Linked DNA regions of Mus musculus: regions 1 and 3 are each linked to region 2. The links are chromatin contacts, called in public Hi-C and promoter capture Hi-C maps. All regions are on one chromosome and are shown on one strand. The core of a region is the stretch at or near the end of the contact, and the rest is flanking DNA. Distances in the headings are between cores, read along the strand shown.

The links. Promoter capture Hi-C pulls out the DNA fragments that hold promoters and counts their contacts. Hi-C and Micro-C count contacts between places; a contact is called where the count stands out from the background.
Region 1: a promoter capture Hi-C map of stem cell-derived epiblast-like cells shows a contact between it and region 2, with 2.9 times the contacts expected there. The contact joins the enhancer-like site here to the promoter of Espl1 in region 2. A contact is called at or near these places in 20 of 39 promoter capture datasets (the 3T3-L1 cell line, 3T3-L1-derived adipocytes, the C10 cell line and 13 more), 2 of 484 Hi-C or Micro-C datasets (embryonic stem cells and nephron progenitors), 3 of 115 datasets of contacts at active chromatin or transcription factors (craniofacial prominence, embryonic stem cells and extraembryonic endoderm stem cells) and 4 of 9 other capture datasets (adipose tissue, embryonic stem cells, liver and 1 more).
Region 3: a Hi-C map of bone marrow-derived macrophages shows a contact between it and region 2, with 4 times the contacts expected there. The contact joins the enhancer-like site here to the promoter of Espl1 in region 2. A contact is called at or near these places in 18 of 39 promoter capture datasets (the 3T3-L1 cell line, 3T3-L1-derived adipocytes, the C10 cell line and 10 more), 15 of 484 Hi-C or Micro-C datasets (CD8 T cells, the G1E-ER4 cell line, bone marrow-derived macrophages and 5 more), 3 of 115 datasets of contacts at active chromatin or transcription factors (embryonic stem cells and extraembryonic endoderm stem cells) and 4 of 9 other capture datasets (adipose tissue, embryonic stem cells, liver and 1 more).

Annotation. Positions count from the first base shown.
Region 1 is chr15:102,120,057-102,123,875 of GRCm38.p6, reverse strand. All of the region lies in intron 6 of Spryd3 (SPRY domain containing 3), which reads left to right. Among named protein-coding and RNA genes, the nearest start is that of Spryd3, 14 kb to the left of the region's middle. Within about 2 kb of position 1,460, at least 3 of the 459 cell types and tissues checked have an H3K27ac peak or open chromatin away from gene starts, as enhancers often do.
Region 2 is chr15:102,294,773-102,298,742 of GRCm38.p6, reverse strand. Espl1 (extra spindle pole bodies 1, separase) reads right to left here and starts at 2,450. Exons shown (of 31, transcript NM_001014976.2): 1 at 2,328-2,450; 2 at 1,894-1,983; 3 at 1-559. The coding sequence starts at 1,974.
Region 3 is chr15:102,497,554-102,501,582 of GRCm38.p6, reverse strand. Pcbp2 (poly(rC) binding protein 2) reads right to left here. Exons shown (of 15, transcript NM_001103165.1): 15 at 1,524-3,094. The coding sequence ends at 3,058. Map3k12 (mitogen-activated protein kinase kinase kinase 12) reads left to right here. Exons shown (of 16, transcript NM_001163643.1): 13 at 1-482; 14 at 661-731; 15 at 814-1,075; 16 at 1,407-3,936. The coding sequence ends at 1,502. Among named protein-coding and RNA genes, the nearest start is that of Map3k12, 17 kb to the left of the region's middle. Within about 2 kb of position 1,987, at least 9 of the 459 cell types and tissues checked have an H3K27ac peak or open chromatin away from gene starts, as enhancers often do. A contact at or near this core is called in bone marrow-derived macrophages and trophoblast stem cells, where this site is marked.

The DNA of each region.
Region 1 (3,819 bases), core at 211-2,710, 170 kb after region 2:
TCATTCCAAATATTGTCAAGTTGACAACCAGGAATAGCCACTACAATCCACCCCTTGTCAACTTGACACAAATAATATCTCATGTTCACATGAAACAATAACAAGGTTGTAAATACGCCTAACATGATATAACTATTCCTCGTACAATCGCAAACGCATTAGTAAATTGACAATGGGCATTCATATTACTTTATAATCCTCGTTTCTGCAACTGGTTACGTGGCCTTAATTGGTATTTATAACTACCTTCCTCTACTACCCATTCTGTATTTCCTTCTCCTTCAGCCAGTACCTCAGCAGGTCTTGGCTCTTTTCCTGGAGGATTGACCCATACCTTCATTCCTGATGGGTCTGCGTCATTTGTCATCCTGCTTGGATTAGGCTGTTGTAGTTTCCCATTATTTAGACATAGTCTCACTTTGTAGCCTGGCTGGCCTGGAACTCTCTATGTGACCAGGATGGCTACCTGGATGGCTCACAGGGATCCTCCAGCTTCTGTCTCCTGAATGCTGGGATTGAAAGTGGTGGCGCACGCCTTTAATCCTAGCACTTGGGAGGTAGAGGCAGGCAGATTTCTGAGTTCGAGGCCAGCCTGGTCTACAGAGTAAGTTCCAGGGCAGCCAAAAAACCAAAAAACCAAAAAAAAAAAAAAAAAAGCAGATGTCACCCTGCTAGGCTATAGCTCAGATTTCGAAGCTTGAGCATTTTAGTGGTCAAGCACTTGCCTCACATGCATGAATTCCTCAGTCCATTCAATCCCTAGTGCTGCAAAGGGAGAAGAAGTAGGTTGGAAGTTTGATCTTTTCCCCAGGTAGTGGTATTGGACATTGGCTACAGCTGCAGCTTCCTATCAACTGCTAACACAAGAGGAATCAGCTGGCACACTGAGCAACGCACCGCATGTAGTGCTCCGTTGGTCATCTATAGGCAGTGTTCTTTGTTTTGGTTTTGGTTTCTCTAGACAGGGTTTCTCTGTGTAGCCCTGGCTGTCCTGGAACTCACTGTGTAGACAGAGATCTGCCTGCCTCTGTCTTCCTGAGCGCTAGGATTAAAGTTGTCCCCTTCCCATAGCCTAGCCAGTGCTCTCTCTCTCTCTTCCTTATTCCTTTCTCTTTTTCTTGCTTTTCTGGAGGCAGTGTCTCATGTAACTCAGGCTAGCCTTGACCTAATCCTCCTGCCTCCACCTCTGAGTGCTGGGACTATGACCACACCTGCTTTGTTTTTTGTTTTTTTTTTTAATTTTTTTCTAATTTTATTTATTCATTATATGTAAGTACACTGTAGCTGTCTTCAGACACTCCAGAAGAGGGCGTCAGATCCCGTTACGGATGGTTGTGAGCCACCATGTGGTTGCTGGAATTTGAACTCCTGACCTTCGGAAGAGCAGTCGGGTGCTCTTACCCACTGAGCCATCTCACCAGCCCCACACCTGCTTTGTAATGATGGCTGGGGATCAAACTCAGGACTTCCTGAGTGCTAGCAGATACTTCCAACTAAGCTACACTGCCTGCCTGCCTGCCTTCCTTTCTTCCTTCCTTGGTGTTTTGCCTGTGTATATATTTGTACCATGTGTGTGCCTGCTGCCCTTGGAGGTCAGAGAGGGCAATGAATCCCTGGAACTGGAGTTACAGATGGTTGTGAAACAATATGAGGGTGCTGGGAACTGGACCTGTGTTGTTTGGAAGAGCAGCAAGTGCTTTTAATTGCTGGGCCATCTCTAGCCCAGATGTAGCTCTTTTTGGGTAAATTCTTCCCTTACCTTCTGTGGCCTCATTTTCCCTCCTTTTAAAGAAACCCCAGGTTCCCTTGCCCTGGGAGGACTGAGGGTGGTGAAGAATTGCTGTTGCTCCCAGGGCCTGCAAAGTGAGGATTTGCAGGGCCTGAAGGGGGTTGTGGGTCTGTCTGTACATCTGGGTTAGATTAATTTCGTCTTTGTTCACTCTTCATGGTTTTTGGCACTCCTAAAGTGGCAGCTTTGGTACACAACAAGAGGGAATCCTCCGTAGGCTCAACTCAAGAGGAGACTGTGTTGGGGCCTGAGCTGGGAGCTTGTACTTGATTCCTCTTTCAGTTACTTCTGAGACTTCTGGGCTTGGTCCTTTTGAAAAGAATCAGGGTCTCTTCTGGCCAGTGGTGGAAGAGTGGGAATCAGCAAGACCAAAGAGTGCAGGAGATCACGGAGTGCCGACTAAATTCTGATCTGCAGCTTCAGTGAAGTACTAGTTGGTCAGCAGTAACGGTGTTGCTGCTGCTGGAGGGTCCCTTGTCCTCAGTTAGGATGCACACGAGGGAGGGATCATTGGGGCTGTAGTTCGTTCAGTGATAGACTGTTCAGCTCTCCTGCACAGAGCTCTGGGTTTGATACCCAGCATTACAAACATCCAACCTGCTTGGCCTAAGGATTGTCCTAGTGGGAGGTACAAGGTCATGTCCATTGTGGTTGGTGGTTGCAATAGAACCGATCCCCATTTCCTGACAGAATGTGTGTTCTCATCAACTGGGGTGTCAGGCTCCTTCGACACCCTGATCACTCACTCACTTCATTTTATCTTTCTACCTAATTTTGACAATCCCATTTCACTGATGAAGCAATTAAGGCTTACAGAGGTGAACATACGCTGTTCAAGCTTAGTGCAACTAAGCAATATTAGGGTTTGAACTTTCAAACTAAGAGGCAACTGAGGCTTAGACTGAAGGACCAAGCCTGCAGATCTCGGCAGCTTGAAACTCTAGAAGCCAGACCTACAGGTTCCCGAGTGTGGTGCCCAGAAGGGATCTGCCAGGGAGTGGTTCCCTGCTCCAGCCACTGCTGACGGCTCAGGAGGACTTGCTGAGAGCAGGAGAGCAGCCTATGGTTCGGAGTAGCTGCCCTGGGTTGGGATGGATCTACTTTTGAAGAGGGCCTGGTGCTCAGAGCTAGGGTGTCAGCACAGGGCCTCTGTGCTCATCTGGAGCTGGTGGGCGTGGGTTGAAGTTCCATGTCAGGGCAGGTCATCCTCATGGCCTCCTGCCCTTAGGAAGTATCCCCACCCTGTCAGAACTGCAGCAGATGCCTTCTGTGGGCTGAGGCTGAAGGAACACTGGGGCGGGTTTTTCCCAAGATTCAGGATTTGGATGGGCCGTCTTTTGGCCATGAACTAGAGAACACCCTGTTTCCCACATAGAGAGGCCAGTTGGATAGGATGGGTCAAGGGCAGCTGTGGGTTCCTCATCCACCTCTGTGGTGCTGGGTGGAGTAGATCATAGGCTGCTTGATAGATGAGGGTAATAAGCACCAATGCACACTTCTCCTGGCTGTGGCGGCTGGGGAGCACTTTAAACGCTACAGTCAGAGTACAGGGGTGGGTCTGGCTTTTCCCCATCTGTCCTCACTTGCATGTAGAGTATGGGAGGGTAAACTTGGCGGTTCTGGTGCTGAGTGGAATGAGATCTTCTCTGAAGGGAGTTGAGTAGTGCTGGCTTCTGCAGGAGCTGCCCCAGGCCCTCATACTGGTGCAGGCTGGTTGAGGCAGGCAGGTTGAGTTGTAGAGCTGTCAGTGGGGTGAGGCCACCATCTTAAGCCTTGTTAGGGGTTAGTGGAGAAGGCCCCAGTGAGGGTGCTTTTTGTATGGCTGCAGGGCTGGGAGGATAAAGTTGAGGGCAGTTGGATTAATTAAAAGAGAATTAAGGAATCCTAGGTGATGGTAGGTGCATGAGAGGAGATGGACTGAAGCATAGCTCCACTGTTACCATGGCATCCTATAGGCAAGACCTGGATTGGGGGTTGCTACCCTGCTGTGTGCAGGCAAGACCTTGTGGGACCCGAAGAGCCCAACCTGT
Region 2 (3,970 bases), core at 1,201-3,700:
CATCTAGACCTTGTCCTGTAGCATCGTACAGCTGATAGGCGGCAACTAAACGACAGGCGGTTGGAGAAGCAAAGTGAGGGACCTCACAGGGGACACTGCCATCCTCCAAGAGCACCAAGAAGCTCAAGGCATTCAGCCGAGTTGAGAACGCAGCTCGCCGCTCCAACAGTGCCTCTGCTCCCTTCCAAAACAGAGAGAAGCTGCCCCGGGTCACGGCCTCATAGTCCTGAGGGGCAGCCTCTCCAGAGTTCTGAACCAAGCAGGCATGGAGAGGCTGGGCAAGGCGCAGCACAGTGTCTGGGCTTCCCTGAGTGGAACCATTGCGAAGTAGGATGAAGAGAATGCGTTCCAGGTAGAGGGGAGGGCGCTGTGGAGTAGACAACAAATAGCCATCACAGGCCAGCTCTGCCAGGTCCAAAATACTCCTCAGGTGCCCAGGGCAATCGAGCTTGGCAGTCAACTGCTGGGTGCAAGCCCTCAGGATGGTATCGCAAATTTGTCTTCTTTCGGCATCTGTTCGGCTGCTGGGGAAATCAGTCCGGGATCTGGACAGGAACTCCTAGGAGAAAGAATCAAGCCGCGTGAGCAGAAAAGAAAGGGGGGGGGGGGCAGAAACAGGGCCCCACAGGTTCTCATGTATCTCTCTCCAAGTTACGGCAAAACACAAGCCAGGCTTGGTGACACAGGCCTGTGTGAAGGCAAAAAGACAGAAGAAAAGTTCAAGAGCTTCCTGGGCTTGAGCGAATGAGCACTGTCTCAAAATAAAAAAGTGAAAACAGGCCGGGCAGTGGTGGCTCAGGCCTTTAATCCCAGCACTTGAGAGGCAGAGGCAGGTGGATTTCTGAGTTCGAGCGAGGCCAGCCTCATCTACATAGTGACTTACAGGACAGCCAGGGGCTATGTAGAGAGACCCTGTCTCAGAAATCTTTAAACATATATATAATATTTAGATAATATATAGCTTACATATTTCATACTATATATTATATATGCTTGTATATAACATATGAAGACATAGATGATATGTTATTTTTAAAAGTGAAAACAGATATAGAGATATAGCTCCGTGGTGAAATATTTTCCTGAATGCATGAGATCCTGAGTTCAATCCCCAGTATGGAAAAAAAAAATTTTTTTTAATTAAAAATTAGAGGGCTGGTGAGATGACTCAGTGGTTAAGAGCGCCAACTGCTCTTCCAAAGGTCCTGAGTTCAAATCCCAGCAACTACATGGTGGCTTCACAACCATCCCTAACGAAATTTGATGCCCTCTTCTGGAGTGTCTAAAGACAGCTACAGTGTACTTACATATAATAAATAAATGAATAAATAAATAAATAAAATTAGAATGTAAAATTTACTATAAGGAGAATGATAAAACGTAAACAAAAACCGATGTATAACTCTCCCAAACGGAGAACATAAACCAGAGTGTCCTTAGGAGATGATCACATTAGTAGCCCTAGGGGAAAAAAAAATTTTTTTTTTCAAAGACAGGGTTTCTCTGTGTAGCCCTGGCTGTCCTGGAACTCACTCTATAGACCAGGCTGGCTTCGAACTCAGAAATTCACCTGCCTGTGCCTCTCAAGTGCTGGGATTAAAGACATGTGCCACCATTGCCCGGCGGAAAAATAATTTTTTAAATAAAAATAAAAACAATAAATAAAAAGGAAAAGGAAGCCGGGCGTGGTGGCGCAAGCCTTTAATCCCAGCGCTAGGGAGGCAGAGACAGGTGGATTTCTGAGTTCGAGGCCAGCCTGGACTACAAAGTAAGTTCCAGGACAGCCAGAGCTATACAGAGAAACTCTGTCTCGGAAAAAAAGAAAAAAGGAAAAGGAAAAAAACACAGATAATCTCAGAAACTAGGTGTGTCCTGAGCCATAAAGGGTCCCACCTTCAAGTCAGGCAGCAGCTGCTGGGTCTCCTCCTTGCTGCAGAGCAGAGTGGCGAAGTTGACTCCTTTGAAGTTCCTCATGGCAAAAGTCTAGATACAACGAAATGGTTTGTAGAAGCCTGCGAAGGGTTGTAATGGAAATAACTGGAGGAAAGAAGGGATTGAAAGTTGTAGGAGGATTCAAAGGATGAAGCAGGCAAAGAATCCCACCAGAAATCCTATGCGGGGAGAGGCCGATATAAACTGGGCTCCCGTTACAAACTGACAAGTCCACTGTTCCTTCCTCCAGGACGCTCCTTGTCCTCAGTGTCCCACCAGGCCACCGCAGGGGTCTCCACAGGGTCCTGGGCGCCGAGCACACCCTTTCGGGGGCCGCCGAGCCTCCGCAGAAACGCCCCGTTTCTTCCCAGGTCAGCAATGGGAATGTCACTTACCGCGGCTTGAGCGCGCGCTCACCAGACCCTCCGTGCCTTAATTCCCTCGAAGCTGCCGTTCCTCACCGGCCTAGCAGCGTCCTCCAGCCCGAGCTCCACCAAGCACCGGGTGGGCACGCTTCGTTTTCCGCGCCAGCACCTCCTTTCAAATATCCCTAGTGACCAATCAGCGAGAAAGCGTAACGCAGGCCGGCCGCGTGGCGCTCTGGGAGTTGTAGTTTATCTGCCGCGCTGTCTGTCACGTGTTCCTGGAGGGGCGGGTACAACTCTGGACCGGAAAGACTCTGGGACACAGTCTCCTTCTTCAACCTCAGTCAATTACAGTCATTTCGCAGTTGGGTGGTCAATCACTAAGTCTTTCTTGCCTTTATTCCCTGAGCTCAGGCAGGATTTTAAATTTCAAGAGAATTAAAATAAGAAACCCACATGGCTTGCTTTGCGTTACTAGGAAAGAAAAGGTGTAATAGCCTTTGATGTATTTTTTTGTTTTTATTTTTGTTTTTTGAGACTGGTTCTCACTACGTGATCCTAGCTGTCCTGGAACTTGCTAAATAGACCAGGCTGGCCTCTAAGAGAGATCCACCTGCCTAATGCTGGGGTTGAAGGTGTACACCACCACACAGGGTCTTTGGGATTCTTTAAAACTCTGACTTTGTGGAGAGGGACACTGAAAAGGGTGCAGGGACAACCTCCGGGTTCTCCTAGGTTCTCCTCCCTCCCAAGTTTGGATTCCAGCCTACATCTTACATGGGTTGTATAAGAAAGGCTATAGAGTTGAGTGAAGAGTAAAGGGAAGAATTCATTGTGAACGTTCACAGTCTTTTGTTTTGTTTGTTTTTTGAAACAGGGTTCAAAATACTGAGCGTAGGGATTTCTGAGTTCCAGGACAGCCAGGGCTACACAGAGAAGCCCTGTCTCAGGAAAAATCAAAAGAAAGAAAGAAAGAAAGAAAGAAAGAAAGAGAGAGAGAGAGAGAGAGAGAGAGAGAGAGAGAGAGAGAAAGAAAGAAAGAGGGAGGGAGGGAGGGAGGGAGGGAGGAAGGAAGGAAGAAAAAGAAAGGGGGAGACATAGGAAGGGGAGGGAATAAGAGAAAAAACTGACATCTCCCCCACTAGAAAATTTCAGCGTGGGAATGGCAATATTTAATGCAGACACTAACAATGCCGAGCTTTTTTCTCAAGTCAGGGGCATAAGGAAGAAGCAGCCATCCTGGAAATTGACCACCTTTATCTCCTAGCCATGGCCCCTCTCCCTTATCTGCCTGCCTACCAAGTAGTCTAACTCCTGCTCTCTCAGATGCACTATAAAGTCAAGGGTGGTACCAAACATCACCCACCACCAGAGGGTAGGGAATACTTACTAAGGAGGCTGAGGAGCTAAAAAAGCTTAAAGTTCAAAGGCAGCCTGGGTTGTCTAGTGAGACCTCGTCTCAAAATCAAAACAAAACAAAAAATCTTTTTAAAAGCGGGCCTGGGGCTGGAGAGATGGCTCAGAGGTTAAGAGCACTGACTGCTCTTCCAGAGATCCTGAGTTCAATTCCCAGCAACCACATGGTGGCTCACAACCATCTGTAATGGGATCTGATGCTCTCTTCTGGTGTGTCTGAAGACAACTATGGTGTACTCCTACACATAAAAGAAATA
Region 3 (4,029 bases), core at 738-3,237, 200 kb before region 2:
AGGGCAGCTGTGGAGACCTGCCTGGGCTTCGTGCAGCTTTGCCACCCCATGAGCCTGGAGGACTAGGAAGCCCAGGGGGCCTAGGAGTGGGCCCTTCAGCTTGGGATGCTTGCCCCCCTGCTCTCCGTGGACTCCACCATGACCTTCTACTCCGAAAGATGTCATCATCATCCCCAGACCTGCTATCAGCAGCGCTGGGAGCCCGAGGCCGAGGGGCTACAGGGGGAGCTCGGGATCCTGGCTCACCACCTCCACCCCAGGGCGATACTCCTCCAAGTGAGGGATCAGCTCCTGGTTCCACCAGCCCAGATTCGCCTGGGGGAGCTAAAGGGGAACCCCCTCCACCAGTAGGGCCTGGAGAAGGTGTGGGGCTGCTGGGAACTGGAAGGGAAGGGACTGCAGGCCGGGGAGGAAACCGGGCTGGGTCCCAGCACTTGACCCCCGCTGCGCTGCTGTACAGGGCTGCTGTGACTCGAAGTCAGGTAAAGTATGGGGATGTTCTTCTACCCCACACCAAATTAAAATCCTTTAATCTCCTCATGGGTCCAAGTGCTAACTATACCCCAACCCCACTCAACTATGTATCCTTGCCCAATTCTTAATGACTTACCATTTTTTGACTGGTTTACTTACACCTACCCACACCCATCTCTACTGTAGAAACGTGGTATCTCATCTGAAGAAGAAGAAGGAGAGGTAGACAGTGAAGTAGAGCTACCCCCAAGTCAAAGGTGAGTGGTGCTGTAATGGCATCTTTCACTTTGGGAACTTTAAAGGACTCTACACAAGCTGTAACCATGACTCAACATTTAGGTGGCCTCAGGGCCCGAACATGCGTCAGTCACTATCTACATTCAGCTCAGAGAACCCATCAGATGTGGAGGAAGGTACAGCTAGTGAGCCTTCCCCAAGTGGCACACCAGAAGTTGGCAGTACCAACACTGATGAGCGACCAGATGAACGATCTGATGACATGTGCTCACAGGGCTCAGAAATTCCACTGGACCTACCTACTTCAGAGGTGGTCCCTGAACGTGAAGCCAGCTCCTTGCCCATGCAACACCAGGATGGCCAGGTAAGTTTGAGTTGCAACCACCAGACACTGAAAAGTGAACTGGGATCAGAAACCCAGTCATTTGAGAATCTAAAAATCATTATTCCATAACCATTAAAACAAATATCCATGTAAGTAGTAGTTGAGAATTAATGGTTCCGAGCATATAGTGCCTGATGTTTAATTTGTGTGGCAGCTTTGATGACAGTAGTCATCAAGGTATCCTAAAAGGAATCTAGCATAGTGCCTTGGACCTATGAACAGATTTAAAAAAAAAAAAAAAACTCCACTGTTAATGTAAAAGAAGGGTCCCCAAGGCTCCCCCACCTCACTGCATTTCTACTCTTCACAGGGCCCCAATCCTGAAGACTCAGACTGTGACAGCACTGAATTGGACAACTCCAACAGCATTGATGCCTTGCGGCCCCCAGCCTCCCTTCCTCCATGAAAGACACTCTTATTCCTTGTACATAGAGAAATATTTATATAAATAATATATATGCGCCACATAATCAACAGATAGATGGGGCTTTCTTAGCCTTAAGCCAGGCTTGAGAGTGAACGACGCCCCTGACCAATTACCGAATAAGTTCTGGGGACACTGGCAGCTGTGGAAATGAATGACTCCGAGTACTACCCTAGAGCTATAAAGAAAGGAAGCTGGCCCCTTCTTGCTTCACCCCATTCCTTATGTTGAACAAGCAAGTAGGCAATAGAAAAGCCAGGCTTGTCTCTATACTGTCTATCCCTGAACACTGGAGGGGCAGGTAGAGGATTCACTTAAAACTGCACTTTTATTTTCCGTTTACTGTTTACACATTTTGCACTTGGGAGGAGGGAAAGAAACTAAGGCTGGGTCATCCCTCTGAGGTTTCTCAGGTGGCAATGTAACTCATTTCTTTGTTCCTGTTTCTCTGCCCAAACCCTGGCTTTGGGCCAGACGACTAACAGCATGTGATGGCTCAGGCTGAAGAACTGGGGTGCTGTTAGTCCCCACTGTTATCTTGGTGCCTGGTAGGGGTGGGGACTGTCATATTGTAACCCCTGTGAACAACCTTGAAATATAACCACTCCATGCAGGCCCAACTGTCGAGGGTTTTCTTGGTGAATGAGTAGAGTGGTATAATACATGGTTTCAACTTGGATTTAAGATTTTATCTGAGGAATTTGGACAAGTTATTTTCTAAGTTAACATAAATGATAGCAGGTAAACTTTTCTAAATGATTTCAGAACAAGGAGGTCTCAAAACACCTATGGAGAAAACTAAATGAACAATTACTAGAACTTTAAAGTATGCAAGGTAGAACAAGGGGCAGCCATTCCCAAGTTTACTATCCTTACTATCCACGAGTTCCTGCCCAGCTCCATAAATGCACCAGCTGCTCTACAATCCTAGGGTAAGTGTAATTGTCAATCTCCGTAAACAAGTTTTCAGAGGCTACCCAGTATCATGGAGGGGGAGGTGATTGAGGGCAAATTAAAAAAATTGGAGTGGTAAAAAAGGGAAGAAAGTCCATTAATTCTATTGAAACTGAATCAGGGCTCTCTGGAAGTTAAAAGGTATAAAAATAACATCAGACAGGAACAACACCCACGTAAGTCACTGTGGCATCCAGTTTCTATTCACAAAGAAAAAGCTCCAGTCCATCTTTTAATTTTTTTTTTTGAAAAATTCCTGACATTACAGAACTAAACTGAAATGTATTAATAATCCACTCTTACATTTCCATGACAAACAAAAATTCATGAGCCAAACAAAAACAAAAACCAAAAAACAAAAGGGGGAGAAGCTTATAAAACTAAATATGGATATCTCAGCGTAACTGCTGAACAGAGAAAGGAATTAAAACACTTTAATTAAAAAATCATGAGTGGATGATAAAGTGTGTAGAAACTGAAAATTTACAAACTATTTTAAAACCTGGAGTCGCTGACTGTTCAGAAACTACACAGATGGATCATGGGTGGTGAACAGCAGGATTATGGATGGGTCTGCTCTGTTCTAGCTGCTCCCCATGCCACCTGTCTCCGAGGAAAGCCTGTAAAACACAAAGAAGAATAAGTCAGCTTACCTAGCTACAATTCATCACACCAAGGTATTTCAAGGTTTCTTAGATTAGCTAGTACCATAGTGCACAAGGTTGTTTATGTAACACCACTACAACCAAGGTTCCTGAGGTGTTCTCAGAAGAACATAACAAATGATGTTAAGTTGGTGACACTGTCTCTTCACGTTTTACTCTTTGCAAACTGAAAGCATTTCTAGAGAACATTAGGCTTCAAGGAGTTGATCCTGTCGTGTTTACACTAGAACAGCCCACCAATGTGAAGGAACTTTGTGTTGGGAGCCTAACATTTAAAGATATTATGTAATTTTAACAATACTTAAAGGGAGGAGCAAGAATAGGAACTATAGTGAAAAATTGAATTATTGTTTTCAAGCTTATAATTTTAGGACAAATACCAACAAAAAAACAAGTATCAAAGCTTCAATTCAGTTCCTTAGCTCACTCTTCAAAATCCAAAACCTGTGGCCTTACTGGTACCAAATTCTCCTTGTAAACATACCTGGCTACAGTGCCTTTCTACTTGTTTCAAATAGGTCATTTGAGGTCCTGGAATACAATTAAGCTTTGAGAGAAAGGCATTCAGTGTACATTTCATTATCACTGGGTAGCAGCAAAATGCCTCATTCTGAACACAACTAGAGGTGTCTCAGGTCCACACCACAAGCTTAACTTCACAAAGAGCCAACTGACATCCATTTGTGATGTTTGGCTTAATACCATGTGCACTAAATGTACAAATACCACAGGGGAAGGGGTATATCCCGGAAACTAGAAGTCATTCTTCAATTAAAATATGTTTTCTTTAACGTCAGAAATTATTTGTCCTGTCTATGTTACTACCGTAATGTGCCTAAACTTTAAATATACATGTGAGATCTCAAACTATGCAGAGTGAAGCCTCTCAT